Regions from separate parts of the Mus musculus genome. Here region 2 is linked to region 1. The links are chromatin contacts, called in public HiChIP or PLAC-seq maps. All regions are on one chromosome and are shown on one strand. Each heading gives the region's core, a stretch centred on a gene start, on an enhancer-like site or on the middle of the called end of the contact. The rest is flanking DNA. Distances are from core to core; before and after follow the strand shown.

Region 1 (4,708 bases), core at 1,514-4,013:
GAAAAATAACTATGGAGAAGGATTTCCCAAACACTCTGATCTCTGCAAGATTCAACAGGGCTGGGAGGGGAGCCAGGGTTTTGTGGATGCTATAATTATTTAAGGGCCTCAGGGTGTGTGAAGAGGGGATCAGAGACTAGATTGGTATGTCTGTCATTTAAGGAGAAACCCAACTGAGTCCATGTCTTCTTAACTTCTGGTAACCATACTTGGAGCTTCCTGTCTATCTTTCCATCGGCTGGTCTCTACAGAAAAGCTCAAAGCTCCCAGGACCTGTGTGTGTGTGTGTGTGTGTGTGTGTGTGGGATCTAGTCTTGAAGGCTCTATCCCAGAGACTGACCCCATCCTTTTGCTCTGCTGGAATCCACTGCTCTCCCTCCTCCCTCTAGACAGATTCTGTTGATGACCTTAGGTTGGGTCTCAAAGGAGGGGAGCATCAAAAAGATGATGAGTGCAGGAAGAGGTAAATGTGGCTGACCCATGCTCCCTAGAGGGAGGGAGGGCTCTCAGCAGGATTCAATTAATGGACGGTGAGGAGGGGGTGGACAGTGAAGGGGGGCAGTTCCTGGACTTCTGCTTTTTAGGATGGCAAAAAGCTGATTTGAAGGACATGTAAGTAAGCAAGTGGCCGGTGCTGCTCCGGGGTCTCCTCTAATGCGTTTTTCCATCCCTCAGTGGAGTCCCAGGGATTTGGAGAAACCCTAGTGTCCAGCGAAGCCACTTATTGCCAGAAAGTTCTCTAAGGTTTGATCTTTGCAGGCTCTGGGATGAAATTTGAAAAAGAAATGGAAAAGAGGTAACTGAGATTTAGCGCACTGACAGAGCACCTGACTAGCACATGCAACAATCTGGGTTCAATTCCCAGGACCGTTGAGAGAGAGAGAGAGAGAGAGAGAGAGAGAGAGAGAGAGAGAGAGAGAGAGAGAGAAAGAATACAGAGATATGGTGTGCAGGAGGAACCAAGGGTCTTAAAAACAGTCTAGACTTAAACATACCCGCCAGACATCCACGCCACCTGAGCCTCAGAGGTAGTTAGCATCAGTTATGTCCACAGTGTTAAAAGATGTTTGGTTCCTGTCCATTTTAAGACTCTGGAAAGCCAAACATGCCCTTCCCGTTGAGAAGATCTTTTTTTATTTTTGAGGTAGTGTTTTGTTATAGCCTCTATCCACCTCAAACTCACCATCCTCCAACCTCAAACTCCTACATGCTGGAACTGAGAAAAGCCCTCCTTTTAGAGAGGCTGCGGTTCCCTTACTCTTTGAGGTAGCAAGTGGTGACATCTCCCTGGGTCTCTGTCTCTACACAGGAGCTGGGGTTGTGCAGCCATCCCATGGCTGGGGTGCTGTCTATAGGCAAGCAGGTTCCAGAAATCTCTAGTGCCTTGTGTCTCAACTCCTGTGAAAGACAATGGGAAAGAAAAGATGAAAACCAAATCAGTCCTAAGATGTGTTAGGAGAGTCCAGACATAAATATAAAACTGTGGACCCGGATGCTTTAAAACCAGAGCGGTAAACCCTGCTTCCCTCCAGCCTCCCTTAGCATCAAGTGATGTTCTTTCTCATTCTTGACTGGCTTACAAGGGTAACCCACACAGAATTTTGCTTTGTCTTCTGAGATGAAGACTCACTGTTTCAAGTTCATACTCTTCATCCTGGCTGTACTCTCAGCCATCAAGTCCTCCCAAGCATCAGGGTTCTAGAGTTGATCCACTAAACTAGTGTTAAAAGTCTAAGCTTCATGAGGAATATAAAACAAACGAAGGAGTTTAATACTGGCGTAGAGTTCTCAGCTTTCAAGAGTTGGAATTGGCACTAGACCCAAATTCTGAGTTTACCAGTGTATCATCATGCTCTGGTTTTCTGCCCTCTTCATCACAAAGCCCAGATACAGGGAAATGACCCAGGTAGTTTGGTAAAGGAGCAGAGATGGGCAGTTTCAGAAGCCAACCAGGCTCCAAGGGTCTTAGGATCTGTCCCTTCCCTCTCTCTCCAGTCTAGCCTCCTGTCAGGTCTGGACGGAAAGGGATCTCCTATGACCCATGCATTCCATAAAGGGCTGGTCACTATCTATCTGGTGTTTCTCATCCTGTGCGCTGCGACTACCTTGAAATCAAATGACAGGGGTTGGATATCAACTATCCTGCAAATCAGTTCTTTACATTGCGATTCATAACAGTAGTGAAATTACAGTTATGAAGTAGCAACAAAAATAATTTTATGATTGGGGGAAACTGTATTAAAGGGTTGCAACATTAGTTAGGAATTGGACAGACATTCTTCTCTCTGCCCAGTTCTACCTAGTCTGGTCTCATCTGCTTTCTTCGTCAGTGCCTTAGAAACACCTTCAACAAATATTAGCACAAGCTAACTCTGGCTCCTACTGTATCTTGCTTGTAGCATCCTCCCAGTATTTGGTGAGAGGCCTACCCTTAGGTACCTGGCATCCAGCAGAGATTTATAGAGAATTCCAGAACTGGGAGTGGTCTGAAAATAACTTTGCGTTCCACTTCCCGTCCTGGGAGAGAGCGAGACTGGGGCGGTGGATAGGCCCGCCTCTCTGCCAGGGCTCTGCATCCCCTCTTATGTATCTTTTTCACTTGGACCAGTATATAAAGAGCTATTTTAGGTGTCCGAGCTTCTAAGCAGTAGAGGTTGAACAAAACTACTGCGGGTGGGACAAATCCTCAACCTTAATCTTGGCCCTTGAAGTGAGGGCTATTTGAATACGACGTGCTGTTTATGCAAATCCCATGCAAATCAGGGCGACTGGATTAACTGAAGGGGGGAAACCCCAAGCTTCCCAGCACTGGGACCTGCTTCAGTAAAGAGGAGGGGTTTTGTTTTGTTTTGTTTTTTTTTGTTTTTTTTTTATTTAAGCGTCATTTTGTGTTTTTGAAACTCCTGCACCTGCAGCCTCAGCCAGGACAAAGTCGCTGTCCCAACTTGGCTCTTTGCGTCTGTGGAGCCTAAGGGTGAAAAGGGAGGTTGTTTTAAGCTCTGTCAACAGGGCCCTCTCTAGAGTCCACCACACCTTAAACCGGCTGGCGGAGGTTTCTGCAGGGAGTGAGTGTGGGGAGATGGTCAGCAACAGGAAAAGCTCTCTCTAGGGACACTGGTTTAGAGGAGATCGGGGGTGGGGGGGTGAGGGGGTGGGAGGGTAGGGGTGGTGTCTCACCAAAACAAGGACAGAAGTAGCAACCTCTTTGGGGTGGGAATCCTCTGTGTAATAAGAACTGAATATCCTATTTGAAAACACAGCCAGTTGCCATTTGACATCTTTGGAGACTCGGGCTCAGCCACTCAGCTTGCATATTTATGCAAAACAAAATGCAAATGAACCCATTGAACTCTTTGTCTCTATCCTGCCAAGCTGGAATCCTGGGTCCCCGACAGTATCTTCTATGCCTTTGTCCTCTCCTAAAGAGCTTTTTAAAAGTAGGACATGGCATCCCTGAAGGCTCCTTCGTGACATTCAACTCAATGACTGTATTTACTGAGGTCCTACTAAGTGCCAAGAACCACAGTGGGTCGCAAGGAAGTAAGTGGAAAAAAAAGTCAAGCGATGGTCCCTGAAGAATTCATGAGATCTTGTGAGATTTCCAGTTCTGGGTAATCTCTTAATTATTAATTCGACAAACAGGTATTAGGCGCCGACTGTATGCCAACCTAGCCTCTCATCACTGGGGATCTAGTAGGAGAGGGTTCTGCCCTTATGACCTTCCATCTTAATGGAAGAAACGGACAAACTGAGACAGGGATGTGTACGAATGATGTGCCTACAGATAGTGATAATGACGAACCAGAAAATAAATAGGGAGGTGTTTTATTATGGCCGTGAGGTAGGAAGGCCTAGGTTGGTAAGAATCAATAGCTGTTAAATCCTGTTTTTAAACTCATTTAAAGCAGCCACAAAGAGAACAAAGGGCAGAATTTTTTTTTTAACCAATTATCTATACCGTTATATCTCACTGTCTATCTTAAGTAGTTTGATGATTCTATTAGTCAAGGAATCCCATTATCAGTGTGTGCTGGAAGGGTGTTGTATGTGGTAATGTACATATGGAAGCTAGATGGTATGATATTGTCCTTCAGGTGTTGCTTTTTGTTGTTGTTTTTAATTGAGACAGGGTCTCTTAATGGCCTGGATCCACCTCTCTCCTCTCCTCATGACTAGAATGATCAGTACCAGCCTTTTTATTACCTCTTTGCATGTGCGTGTAAATGTGTGTATGCATGCTCACATGGGTGTGTACGCCAATGTGTGCATGTGTGTGTGGAGGCCCAAGGTTGATGTCAGGAATCTTTTATCAGCCTTTCACCTCCATTGGAGGCAGGGTTTGTCAGTCAAACCCAGAGCTTGCTGATCAAATGGTTTTGAAGAGGTCAACTCAGAGCTGTTGGAAAATTCCATCGGACCCCTCCCCTCCTGGAAGAGACGGGTCAGAGAGCACATAGGCCCAAAGGAAGAGGCTGAGTAAACTCTTACTGCCTCATTCCCTAAAGACTAGTCAGCTTAAAGGACGCACTGTTCCACCAATCATGTCATGCCTAGTTGCTGATGCTCTATTCTGCCCCTGGAAACCATATAAAAACTGGCTGAACAGGCCGCTGGGGGTCGCCGCCTCTCCTTCGGGTCTGGGATGACCCCAGTTCACTGGAACAATAAATTCCTCTTGCTTTTTGTATCAGTTCCCGGCTCTGCAGGG
Region 2 (4,708 bases), core at 978-3,477, 180 kb before region 1:
GTCCTCTGTCCTTACCTCGAGATGGACAGTGTGGCGATGTTTCTGCAAACAAATAGCTCCTGAGGAGTCCCTGCAGTGCACACTGGAACTTGCAGCCTAGCGAAGCCCAGCCACGCTGTATTGGAAAGGCATCTCTTTTAAGCCCTAGATTAGTGGTTCTCAACCTAGGAGTCATGACCCCCAGTAGGGGCTCACATACCAGCTATTGTGCATATCAGGTATTTACATTATGATTCATAACAGTAGCAAGATTACAGTTATGAAGTAGCAACCAAAATAATGTTCTGGTTGGGGTCACCAGAACACATTAAAGGGGCCCAGCATTAGAAGGGGTGAGAACCACTGCCTGGGTTTTCTCCAGGAATAAATGGATCTCCATGCTTTCATTAAAAAACACTGTGTATATATGCATATGTAACAGTTGTTCAACTCAGTCTTCATGCGGAACTCCTAATAGATGGGACAAGGGTTACATTTGACTGTGATGGGTGCCTTTGGATCCCTTTCCACCAACTAGGCTGCCTTGCCTAGCCACAATGGGAGAAGATGTCCCTAGTCCTACTGCAATTTGATATGCCAAAGTAGGTTGATAGCCATGGAAGGCCTTCCCTTCTCTAAGGAGAAAGGGAGGAAGGGAGGATGGGGGGAGGAGAGATGAGAGGGGAGGGACTGGGAGGAGAGGAGGGAGGGGTAGATGCATTCAGGATGTAAAGTAAAATTTAAAAATACTGTAAAAAATAATGTGTATGGTGTGTACACACACGCATTCTCATGGATATATGTGCACACACATATACATTATATAAATTTTTAGCATATATATATATATATATATATATATATATATATATATATATATATATCTCATACAGAGGCATGAAGTCTTTACATAAAATGATATCTGGTCTCCCTAGTAAAGTGACCAGGCCATTCTGATTTACCCAGGACTGTCTTCATTTTAAAATAAACCTTGTCTTTCTCAGACCTAAACAAATTGGGAAAGCCAATTACCCTGGAGCCAGGCCTGGCATCTGTCACCTCCCGACCCCAGGATGAAACTGTAAATGAGGCAGTGTTTTTGCAGCTACAGGAATGGAGATGTCCAGAGCACTGTTGGAGGTGATGCACTTGGTCGATCTTGGGCTAAAAGTGATGCTCATGTGTTTTCCACAAGGACACAGTGGACCTTGCAGATGCAAACTACAGCCCTGTTGATAGCCCAAATGACTGACAGTGCTTACCCAAGGTTGGAAACAATCATCTTCAGAGGGCAAAACAGAGGCCTGGGAGAGGTGGACTTTCTAGATGGTTCATCCTGGCTGGGTCTCCAGCTTTGGCTTCTAAGCAGGACCAGGACTTGTCTCCAGCCACCTGGCATCCCTGAGTCCCTTCACAGTCTCTAGAGTTCTAGCCTCCTTGCCACCCTCGGCCACACAAAGGTCTAGCCGGAGGAACTGCTGTGGGTGCAACCAACCTCAGCGTGTCCCCTCCAGGCTGCAGACTAGACTGTCCCTCCAGCTGGCTCCTCCTACCCCCAGTGTACCCTCTTCTCCTCAGAAGGTTCCAAACAGGTTCTCCTGGCCCATCTGCCAGACTTGCTTGGGGCCATTGAGCCTAGCCAGGAGCAGACAAACAGAAAGACTAAGAGAACTAATTGCTATTTTCTCTTGTGCAGTCCTTTTAGCCCTGCCAAAGGAGGATTCTCATGCTGTAGGGACCCTAATCCTGTGCTGATACCTGGAGGTATCCCAGACACTGAATCCTTCTTGCTCATTATCATGGGCCTGCTTCCAAAATCTGTCCCCTTCCAGGATTGTCCCCCCCAACCCCCCTACTGCTCCCCTGAGCCTTCCAGTTCAGGTTTCTTGGATGCCACTTAGACAAAAGGACGGATAGGTTTTTACCTGGGGCCTGCCAAAGCTAAAGAGATAGGAAACCAGGCCAGGCCATTCCATCCCCAGAGAACAGTGAGAGAAGGGGACCTTTGGGGGAGTTTCTCACTTTCTAAACAGAGATCTGGAGTGGAGACTTCCCTGAGGACAGAGGCCTGTCTCCCTCGAGCTTCATGTCATGAGCGATAAGCAAGAGTTACTGAGAATAAGAAAGCAGTTGTGGTTAGCTTTGGGGACAATTCTCCCAGGCCACTGGGTCCCTTTCTGAGAGGGAAAGCAAGGCCTTTGCCTGTTGCCTGTGCAGCTCAGCACCCCCTCTGCAGCCCCACTTTGCCCTCCATCCTGTTCCCATTGAAATAATCACTGGGTAGGCCCAGCCTGGTTGTGTTGCCATGACAACTGCTCTAATTTCTTTTAATCCCAGTGTTCCTTCCTAAAGGGACCTCCCCAAGCACCCCACCCCCACCCCCACCCTAAACCCCTTGCAATGTGTTTTAATTGTAATGACTCCTGGGTTCTCAATAGGTAATGACCGAGTGTGGGGAGCCAGTGTTGGCCTGGCTCCATCCCCAAAGCTGCTTGCCCAGAGGCGCCAGGCAGGGCTCTGCCCCCCAGCACGAGTCCTGGAGAAACCCTGGGCAGGCTGGAGCAGGGTCTTGCCCATGGGGTGTGTGGCCTCAGTGCTAATGAAGACAAGCAGAGGCCTGAGGGGCCTGAAGGGTTAGGCTCTGTGAGGTTCATGCTCTGAGGTCAGTTGATGGCATGTGGCTCCCAACCGCATCTTCTCTCTCATCTTGAAGGGAATCCACGCACCACTGCCTGCTCTGGCCCCAGGCAGTCACGCTACTCAATGCCTCAGGGTTGTCCCCCCCCTCCCTGCCCCCCCCCCCCACTGTAGCTCGCCCTCCTCCCAGCATTCCTGAGACAGACAGGACTCCCTACACTAAACGCAGCTCCAAGGAAGTCTTTCTGGCAAGACAGTATTTGACAGTGCTATTTATTAATAAAATCAGGGTCCTAAGAAGTTTAAAGAAATAAATGTAACTGTGGAGGTCCAGAGCTATCACTTAAACAAAAATATAGCTTGGTGGATAAAGCTCTTGCCTCACAACTGTGGGAATCGATGTAGGGAGAGCATTGGTAATCCCTGGGCTACTATGGTGAGGTAGAGACAGGAAACTCCTGAGCCAGTGAACAAGAGACCCTGCCTCTCTGACCTCCACGTGTTCATCATGAGGCATGCCCAATGGTACCACTCACACAGGCATCAAGAAGCACGTGGATGGATGGATAGATAGAAGGCACACGCATGTGCACACGTGCGCGTGCACACACACACAAGCACATGCGCATGCATAGGAAGGAAGGGAAGGAAAAAAGAAAGTGTCCAGAGTCCCACATAACCCCAGAGTTCACACCCTCTCGCAGGCCACTTCAGGAGACTCAGATGTGCCCCTTGAGCAGCCAGCAGGCCACAGCCTTGCAAGCACCCTGGAATCCTCACTTACTCATTCCCCGCCCCCCCCCCCAACCCCCTGCAAGTTCCGGTTTGCTTGTGCTTGCTTTTCTAACTGGCTCCGATGCCAGCAGCCTCTCCACTAACCACGGAGCAGTGGAGCAGTTAGGAGTAGCCCTGTCCTCTTCTGAAGGAGCTTGCCTGGGAGATGGAAATGCCCCAGTCTGTGCTACCCAGTGTGTTACAGAGCCCTTCCCCCATGAGGGCTCACTTTGCCAGCCTTACGAGTGAGTTGAAATGTGGTTAGGGCAACCAAAAAGGGAACTTTCAATGGTATTTGACGTTTGTAAAAATTTTAATAGCTGCATTACCTTGGCAGCCACCATACTGGGTAACAGAATGCTCCATTGTGAGGTGCAGGCTCTGGACTTTACATGGCCTCTCACTGGGAAGACAATGCAAACCTGAGTGCAGACAGCCTTGGATCTGCTTCCTGGAGACTCTCGTCCCGGGAGACCTGCACTCAGGAAACCCATCTTCCTGGTCTATGCACGTTCTATCTCTCTGGCTGCTGTCCTTCAATGGACTGCTGAGAAGCAAGCAGAGACTCAAGCAGTTTGCCTATGTCTAGGGGAGATAGCTTCATCAGAGGGCCCAAGGGCCAACGCAGGAACCCTCACCAGAAATAGGAAGGTGTGGGGAGCTTGTCCAGGCAAGGTGGCACACACTTGTGATCCCAGCATTGGGAAGGTGGAGACACGAAGATCCCTGTGGGCTCCTGGTGAGGTAGCCTAGCCTACTTGTTTCAATGAGAGACTGCTGCCTCAAAACCAAAACAAAACAAAAAAAAAAAAAACCAAAACCAAAACAAAAAAACAAACAAAAACCCCAACAACAACCCCCCTCCCCCCAAAAAAAATCAAAATAAAAAACCCTGTAGGTGGGTAGTGCCTGAGGAATGAATGTCAGCTAAGGTTGACTTCCACATGCATGCAACGAGCATATGTACAGCTTCCTGTACACACGTGAGCACCTCTACGTGTACACACACACACACACACACACACACACACACACAGAGAGAGAGAGAGAGAGAGAGAGAGAGAGAGAGAGAGCCTAAAATCTGCCCAAGGCCTGAAAGAATTCACACAGTCTTGGGGAAGTGAGTTCCACTGAGTTCACAGGGCCACCAGAAGCCATCAGGTGCTGCCCCAGACAGCTCATTCCTTCCCAGGGATTCCAGCAGACAGGTTTCGGTTGGCGTACCAGTGTTGCAGAGTCCCTTGGTCCCCATCTGTTCCTTCCCTGGCTCTCCCAGGCCACGCTTCCCCTTCTCACACTGAAATATTAGATGTTCAGT

What was found. HiChIP or PLAC-seq counts read pairs in DNA pulled down with a chosen protein or histone mark.
Region 2: an H3K27ac HiChIP or PLAC-seq map of neural progenitor cells shows a contact between it and region 1, with 7 times the contacts expected there. The contact joins two enhancer-like sites. A contact is called at or near these places in 1 of 484 Hi-C or Micro-C datasets (the 3T3-L1 cell line), 3 of 115 datasets of contacts at active chromatin or transcription factors (embryonic basal ganglia, neural progenitor cells and pancreatic cancer cells) and 1 of 9 other capture datasets (embryonic tail).

What each region holds. Positions count from the first base shown.
Region 1 is chr11:112,838,561-112,843,268 of GRCm38.p6, reverse strand. No RefSeq gene overlaps it. Among named protein-coding and RNA genes, the nearest start is that of 1700012H19Rik, 16 kb to the right of the region's middle. Within about 2 kb of position 2,763, at least 39 of the 459 cell types and tissues checked have an H3K27ac peak or open chromatin away from gene starts, as enhancers often do. A contact at or near this core is called in embryonic basal ganglia and neural progenitor cells, where this site is marked.
Region 2 is chr11:113,014,765-113,019,472 of GRCm38.p6, reverse strand. No RefSeq gene overlaps it. Among named protein-coding and RNA genes, the nearest start is that of Gm39467, 120 kb to the left of the region's middle. RefSeq lists an enhancer at 4,512-4,708. Within about 2 kb of position 2,227, at least 46 of the 459 cell types and tissues checked have an H3K27ac peak or open chromatin away from gene starts, as enhancers often do. A contact at or near this core is called in embryonic basal ganglia and neural progenitor cells, where this site is marked.